Regions from separate parts of the Danio rerio genome. Here regions 1 and 3 are each linked to region 2. A link is a contact called in public HiChIP or PLAC-seq data. All regions are on one chromosome and are shown on one strand. Each heading gives the region's core, a stretch centred on a gene start, on an enhancer-like site or on the middle of the called end of the contact. The rest is flanking DNA. Distances are from core to core; before and after follow the strand shown. Region 1 holds the start of si:dkey-21c1.1. Region 2 holds the start of zgc:112285. Region 3 holds the start of tbcc (tubulin folding cofactor C).

Region 1 (2,700 bases), core at 162-2,661, 200 kb after region 2:
GAAGGAAATATTTTTGTTACATCAAAAAGTTTAATGATAACCATCCGGCAAGCAAATCCAGCTAAAAATAGTGCTTAAAATGTCACTATGCAGTATTTTAACCTGATAATTAAATAGAAAATGAGGCAAATAACTGTACAAAGGTCCACTTTTTGAGAACACCACTTTTATTAGGCTGGCTACGGCCCATCAAAGTTCTGGAAATAAAATTTTCTCAGTGACTCATTGGGATGGGCTCTATATTGATGTCAAACCTGAAAACAATTTACAATCAGAAATTACGGAATAATTTGTATAATCCAAATGACCTTAAATATATTATTTAATGTAAAAGTATAAAGATTTTTTTATTGATAATACAGTAATGTACAACAACTTGCCATCATTAGTACATCTTTGCATAACAATAAAAAACAGGTGCAAAAAAGCAACTATATAATAATAATCATATTCAGTTATATTATATATGAATAACTATATTATATATAAATAATATTACATAAAGATAAGGGTCATAACATTCGTTGCCATTTCAGAGCAGTAACTGTCCCTAATATTTTTTTTTAATTTTCCAAGATTTTTATAATTTTAGATAAAAGAGTAGCCTAATTGAATCATAAGAAAAATATATTTGTCCAGCTCAGGATATTACGGTTAAGGATTTTTTACTGAATTTTCACATGTAACAGAGACCAAATATCCTCGTAACCAAACATTTTCGTATCTTTAATAGGTGTTTAAAATAAAATAAGTTACTGTAATATTTACATTTTCTAAGGGTTAAAATGTCCATCACTTTACCATGCAATATTATTTTTAACGGGAATACTTTTAACGCAAGGCAAGTTTATTTATATAGGCCTAGCACATTTCATACACAATGGCAATTCAAAGTGCTTTACAGAAACAATAATAAAAAAAAAACAAGAAGATAAAAACGATTAAGGTAATTAAAATGATTAAAACAGATTTAAATTAGTTAAAACGGGTTATCAAAGAATGAAAAATAAAAAAAGACATAACAGTATTGCGATTTGTCAGACGAAGCACGAAGCGCATGGCAAAGACAGCTAAACTGATAGTAAAATTAAATAATTAAATACAAAAATAGTACAATAAAGGGAGCAATGTTATTTTCATTTAGTTTATATTTTTATATAAAAGTCAGAAGTTTAATCGCACTTTTGTTTTCATTAACGTTACCTTCAAGGCTTTCATATAAGAATGAATTTCATTTTAAAATGCAAAAAAATGTCCCTTAAAATATTTAGATTTGTGTATGTAGAAATCTACCACGCACAAGGATGTTGTTGATTAACAACTCAGTCAGAAGATTAAAAATAAAACGCTACGTGCGAATGTACGCCACTCCTCACGCAACGCCACGCACGTTACGTCATTATGACAGCAACAGATGGAAGAGCGAGTGAGCGAGAAAGAGAGAGAGAGAATGAGATCCGGCGAGATGGAGACGCTGTAACTTCAGAAAATGCCTGAACTCAAGCTCCATCTGTGAACAGACAGAGGTAGAGTACACCACAAACCCTTAGTCTCTTCACAAACCCCATTTATTCCGTTAAATCACTTCGCATGTTCTGTAGTATGAACAGTTGATCGCTAGGAGGAAGTAAAGTGAACTACACACATAGCATTGTGCTATCTGCCTTTCTGCTTGACATTTTCAACGCACTGTTTTTGCATGGCAACATTATTATCACACTGGGGCTTGTGTAAATGTGCCCTTTTGACTCCTGTCACAAAGAATTACATGTCGTTCACATTAATATAACACCGATAATATGGTTGCCATTTCGTTCGGTTTCACTATCGTTACTATGCTATACAGATCACTGTTCTAGTATGACTATAACATATTAGTGTGTTTTACGAATACATATTTACCTTACCTGATGATGTTTGAAGGCCTGAATTGATAGACGTTAATATTACGCTTTCTGCATACCTGCACTGCAATGCAAGCGTGTCTGCAGCTCCTCACACTGAATTATATTTGTCATTCGCTCATCATTAGGGGAAAACCTTGGCAAATCCCTTCATTTTGCTGGAAGGAAGCCGGTGTTCTGGTCATTGAGACGGAGTGGTGCTGTGTGTGCGCCCTTATTTGGCTGTCAAATGCACAGATCCGACATGCTGACAGAAAGCAGGTAACATTATTGTGTATGCACGTATGTTGCATTTATGTAACAGATATGCAATAGGCATCCATGTGGCATGTTATTGTCAGTGCATGCAGATTTAGCATAGTACTTCATTGCCTGCCGGTTATTTTTAGGTGTTCCTTTAGCAGGCTGATCCTCTTGACTAGCTGCTATATTGGTTAAATGAGTCTGTGCTGTTATCCAGCAGTATCAGCTCTCCTCTTGATGGTATTTTTTTAATTCCTAAATCTGAGTCATAATCCTGCAGTGGACGTATTGATGACTAATGGTTGCAATCAAGTCTGCAGTGCCACCATTTCTTGAGAAATGGCAAGATATGTGTCTGGACGTTGCATGCCGAATGAACACACTCAAAGGTGATGGTCTTTGTCAACAGAAAACGCAGACGAGGCTGTGATGCCGAGGAGCTGCAGGTCCTGCCCCAGCCAAAGAGGTCTGGAGGTTATTCCTTTCTCCCCGAGGTTGGCCATGATGTCTGGGACTCTGAGGTAAGAAGACAAAACACTTGGTTTAAATGCTG
Region 2 (2,700 bases), core at 25-2,524:
CGAAGGACGTAGACAAAGAGAGCAAAAACATGTGAGGAGGTCCAACTAAACTTGGTGAACCGTGTTTTAGTTCAACTGCCCTGGACATTTCCATGGCCCTTTCATTGTAACTTTGACTAATTGGATGAGCAGGCACATTCCCTAGTATTGACTATCCCTGAGCAGGTGCTCCTTTCTGTTTTGTTTTTCCTTGTACTGTATTTCACGTTTGGATTAAATACAACAGGTGACACATCATGAGCAAGCATAATAAAACTCCATTCAGCCTAAAAAATAGTCACACGCACATAGTAATTATCTCAGCATCTCCTGGCTTCAAAACTGCTCCACAAGAGCAAACAACTTTTAAAACTCAGTTGGTTTCACCCTGTTTAATCTTGCTGTTCTAGTTCTTATGCCCTCTGCTGGTAACAAAAAGACTATACTGTACAAACCTTATGTCCTTGAGAAGTTTAGCTAAAGCAATGAGACATACTATAACAGGGGTGTCCAAACTTGTCCTGCATAGTTTAGCTCCAACTTCTTTTAACACACCAGTGTGGAAGTTCCTAGTGTATCTAGAAAGAGCTTGATTCGCTGTCTCAGGTGCGTTTAATTGGAGCTGGAACTAAAACATGTAGGACACCGGCACTCCAGGACCGAGTTTGGACACCCCTGAACTATAACATCTCTTATGGAAATTAAGCAGTGACATAAGGTCCTCTTAAAAAGTAAGTTTTTGGCTATGAACAATCATCCTTATGCCCTTGAGCAAGGCCCTTAATGCAGGTTGCTCCAAGAAGATTGTTTCTGTAATGAGCAGACTGTAAGTCACTTTGCATAAATGAGTGCTTACTAAGAACAGGTTCTACTAATCTTTAATGAAATTAATATATAAACGACACAAGGATCAGTCATAACCTTGTTAATTATTTATCAGGGCTTTACCCTGGTCAAACTTCCAAGGGTTTGAATGGAAGACAGATGAAGGTCTCATGAAGGTCTGTCCCTTTCATCATCCAAACAGCATGGTGTGACTGTAAGGAGGCTACTGGCAATCTATTCTGGGCGAGTTGTTTTGCACAGAGGCAAGGGATGAAAGTGCTGATGGGACTCCCATGATTCCCTGGGGCCAGCTTGTTCTGAAAACCCCTCGGCCACCACACCAGAACAATCCAGGATTGGGAGGGGTTTTGTCAAAGTGCTTTGTCCCAAAGACAGGGGAGTGGAGTGCACAAAGGATAGTGCCTGTAGTAGGCACAGTATAAATGGGTAATCGCCACAGCACAGCGCACAGTTTACTGTAGATCATGGCAGTACGGAGCCTTTTTTTCGCACTGTTGCTATTGCTTCTGGGTCTGGTACTGGACAGAGCCTCCACCCATGCATTCAACCCCAGTCGCCTTCAACAGCACAAAATCCTCCACCTCGGTGAGAAATTAAATGAAAACTGACCACTGACATCTTTCAAGTGCATTTCAACTTAAGAAAAAAAAATGACTTTATACTTATTTCTATGTCTTTCTCAAAGATCCAAATATGGATTTCCTTTCCTTCTTTCCTCTCCTGGTACAACACCTTTCATTTGCTTCCTCATAAATCCTGTCTACCTGGTGTTTGTCGTCTTTGTGGCACTTTAACTGACATTGACTCAAGTGTTGTTCTGTCCTTAGACTGGCCGAAGGACTGTGGCCTGGCTCATTTCAAACCAAACACAGTGGAGCGTATTGTGTCAGGCAACGAAGCAAGACCTCACTCCTGGCCGTGGCAGGTCTCACTGCAGGTAAATTGAACTTGGAATGACACAGAATTACTCAATGTCTACCAAAAGAGGAAGTCTCTGACGCTCGTTTCTATTTCTGTAGGTTCGTCCCAGAGGCAGCAAACATTATGTTCATGTGTGTGGAGGGACTCTGATCCATAAGAATTGGGTTCTGACTGCTGCTCACTGCTTCCAGAAGTAAGGCAAATCCTTAATTGATCACGAACGTTGATTGAAGTCACGTAGGGCATTGTTCCTAGATGTCTTCCCCCTTCAATGTCCTAACCAGTGTGTGACACTCTCTTTGTGTCCAGGGGAAAGGCAGAGGATGCTAGTAGCTGGCGTATTGTTTTGGGTAAGCATCAGCTAAAAAGATCAGAGACCGCAGAACGATTCTTTCCAGTGAAGAGGATCTACAGGCATGAGCACTTCCGTTATCCAGCTCACAGTGAACTGGACTACGATATTGCATTGGTTAAAGCTGCCACGGACATCCAGCCAAGCAACTTCATTCGCTATGCCTGCCTGCCGCGCAAGCAGATCAACCTTAATCCAGGGCACTACTGCTGGGTGACGGGCTGGGGGGACACACGAGGTACAAACGACAACTTAAACCTTTGACCTTAAGTTGCATCGTCTCATATATAAAAGATGGATGCTTTAAGATCAAGAAAAAACACTTATTGGTTTAGATGTTGAATCAAAGATGAGGTGTAGTAATTGTGTGGTAACACCCATTCCATCTACATATAAACCTGGTTTATTTTAAGCCCGGGAGGCAAAATAATTAACATTTTGAATGTTTATTGAGTTTACCAAGGGGGATGATCCAATTATCCAGAACTTGGGTTTAGCATCTCTTCTTTTGTCAACTTTTAGGTGGAAAAGAAAATGTGTCACTTGCTGAAGCACTGAACCAAGCTAGGCTTCCAATCATTGACTATAAGACCTGCCGGCAA
Region 3 (2,711 bases), core at 11-2,510, 160 kb after region 2:
AAACAAATGTGATCAAATCAGTATTTGGATTTATTATATTAATATACAGCCTCTGGTTAATTTATGATCATTGTAAATGAGGACCTCCTAAACATTCTTTGTTTACAGCATCTCAATATTAGTGCATTAACCCATCGCACGACAACACAATCCCATCATGACTGCTCAGCTGCCGTTCCCACAAAATCCCAACTACATATTCTCTCAGATTCAGGAATGACAGTCCAGTTGGGTGATGGTGTCCCAGCAGCGAGCCAATTAAAATCATCCACCTCTGTCCAGTTATTCCTATCAGGACTCAGTCCGGCTACTTTGAAATGATCAAGAATGCCTGGATAGGTCCATGTGAATGGGGCAAAGCTGACCCCTTGACAGTCCTCTATAATAGCCCGGCTGGTCACATGCAGATATACCCGAGTGGCAGTGGTGTTATGGGTGCGCAGCTGCTGACAAGGGAACACTAAAGTGCTGTCAGTGCACTGGTCCACAAACACAGAGCTGGACACCGGCCCACACATGATCTCACAGCTGCGGATGTTTTTGATGTGCAAGGTGCTCGGACAGCCATAAAGTCTGACTTTACAGTGGGTCAGGTGAGACAGCAAAACATCTCGCTGCTGGATCTCCTCAGCTTGCCTGACTAGGACTTGATTGTCAACATTGGAGAAGCCGCATTGATCTGCAGCATCCACCACTACAGTGCCAACTGAACCTGGCGCAGGCTTGTCTGCTGTTTGTTGCTGAATGGGTGTAGGCTGCTGCTGCTTACTCGTGTTTCTGGATCTAAAAGCGAACTTCTTTTTAGGCAGAATCTCCTCTCTTTTGTCAGTAATGGAGCTTTGGAGTTTCTGCAGGGATTCCTGTGCTTGTCGTATTTCATATTGGGTTAGAAACCTCACACTGTCATTGAGGAACTTCTGGAGCTGTTGAAACTTCACAGTTGCCTCCTCCAGTGTTTTTGCGGCTTTTTCGCGGTCGTTACAGCTGGATATCATCTCCTCGAGTTGTGTTTTCTCGGCGTTGAAAGTGGATGTAAAGAAGTCACTCTTTTCTTCCGTTACGGTCTGGCTTTGCTTGACGTCTCTCCGGCGCTCCGCCTCTTCCAGCCTCGCTTGATCTCTTCGCAAGACGCTTTCGGGAACTTTGACAGCTGTGTTTGTTTCTCCATCATCCTGCGCCACATTCATTTCAACTCCCAACGCAGCCATGATGATTCTCAAAGCGGGCGTGGTAAACGCACGCTGGTCATGTGATGATTCGTCTGAGTGTGCTTATCGATGATTGGATTAGGAATCAGTTCTGTTAGTAACGGAGACTCCTACTGGCGCTTTAAATACATCATTCATGGTTTTGCTTATTCGTTTAATAAATATATGTATTTGAGATGTACAGTTGAAGTCATAATTATTAGCCCCCCTTTGAATTTCTTTTTTAAATATTTCCCAAATGATGTTTAACGGAGCAAGGAAATTTCCACAGTATGTCTGATAATATTTTTTCTTCTGGAGAAAGACTTTTAGTTTTTATTTGTTTTATTTCGGCTAGAATAAAAGCAGATTTTAATTTTAAAAAATTTAAAGCCATTTTAAGGTCAATATTAGTCCCTTTAAGCTATATATTTTTTCGATAGTCTACAGAACAAACCATGGTTACACAATAACTTGCCTAATTACCCTAATCTGCCAAGCTATCCTAATTAACCTAGTTAAGCCTTTAAATGCCACTTAAAGCTGTATAGAAGTGTCTTGAAAAATATCTATTCAAATATTATTTACTGTAAAAATAAATCAGCTATTAGAAATGAGTTATTAAAACTATTATGTTTAGAAATGTGTTGATAAAATCTGCTCTCTAATAAACAGAAATTGGGCAAAAAATAAACAGGAGGGCTGATATTTCTAACTTCAACTGTATATTCGTAGTATATTCATATAAATACAAGCCTTTGTTATTAGAAAATAAAAATATTTTAAGATTAGTGCATATTTTTTTTACAGTGTCGTGTATGAATAGAACTGATGTTTAAAAATAAATAAATAAATAAATAAATAAATAAATAAATATATATATATATATATATATATATATATATATATATATATATATATATATATATATATATATATATATATATATATATATATATATATATATATATATATATATATATAACCCAAGCCAACATGGGGAGAACATGCAAGCTTCACACAGAAATGCCAACTAACCCAGCTGGGACTCAAACCAGCAACCTTCTTGCTTTGAGGCAACAGTGCTAACCACTGTGTCGCCTGGTTAGGATTTATTATTATTATTTCTATCTTGAAATCCATTACCAGTAAAATTCTGTATTTTTGGTATATGGTCATTGTGAGTATTATAAGGACATGAAAAAATACAATATAGCACAATTTTTATACATTTTTGTTGTCCATGTCACTGTCTTTTAATTAAGGCCCAATCCGAATTCTGTTTTTATACCCCTACCCCTTCCCCTTGGCCCTTACAACCGAGGGTTAAGGAAAAGGGCTTCAAAATTTACCCCTAAGAATTGGGACAGCACTACTAGTGCACCTGCACACGTCATCATATGTCATCGCAATCTCATGCTTCATAAGAGATCAGACAATTGCGACTGCTATGGTTATTACAGTTGCGTTATTTTTTGGTATTTATCTTCAGGAAATCACTGAAGGCATATTTTATGTTATCAT

Evidence for each region. HiChIP or PLAC-seq counts read pairs in DNA pulled down with a chosen protein or histone mark.
Region 1: an H3K4me3 HiChIP or PLAC-seq map of gastrula embryo shows a contact between it and region 2, with 3 times the contacts expected there. The contact joins the promoter of si:dkey-21c1.1 here to the promoter of zgc:112285 in region 2. A contact is called at or near these places in 1 of 18 Hi-C or Micro-C datasets (caudal fin) and 2 of 4 datasets of contacts at active chromatin or transcription factors (embryo and gastrula embryo).
Region 3: an H3K4me3 HiChIP or PLAC-seq map of gastrula embryo shows a contact between it and region 2, with 5 times the contacts expected there. The contact joins the promoter of tbcc here to the promoter of zgc:112285 in region 2. A contact is called at or near these places in 4 of 18 Hi-C or Micro-C datasets (caudal fin, embryo, hematopoietic stem cells and 1 more) and 3 of 4 datasets of contacts at active chromatin or transcription factors (caudal fin, embryo and gastrula embryo).

Annotation. Positions count from the first base shown.
Region 1 is chr12:36,759,991-36,762,690 of GRCz12tu, reverse strand. It overlaps si:dkey-21c1.1, which reads left to right and starts at 1,411. Exons shown (of 4, transcript NM_001328019.1): 1 at 1,411-1,526; 2 at 2,033-2,165; 3 at 2,557-2,668. The coding sequence starts at 2,134. si:dkey-21c1.4 reads right to left here and starts at 2,558. Exons shown (of 5, transcript XM_021480389.3): 1 at 1,903-2,558.
Region 2 is chr12:36,963,165-36,965,864 of GRCz12tu, reverse strand. It overlaps zgc:112285, which reads left to right and starts at 1,274. Exons shown (of 6, transcript NM_001025514.1): 1 at 1,274-1,410; 2 at 1,653-1,762; 3 at 1,845-1,939; 4 at 2,056-2,336; 5 at 2,621-2,700. The coding sequence starts at 1,290. The region is part of intron 1 of syt15 (synaptotagmin XV); the gene reads right to left.
Region 3 is chr12:36,800,238-36,802,948 of GRCz12tu, reverse strand. It overlaps tbcc (tubulin folding cofactor C), which reads right to left and starts at 1,260. Exons shown (of 1, transcript NM_001256248.1): 1 at 9-1,260. The coding sequence starts at 1,208. The coding sequence ends at 156.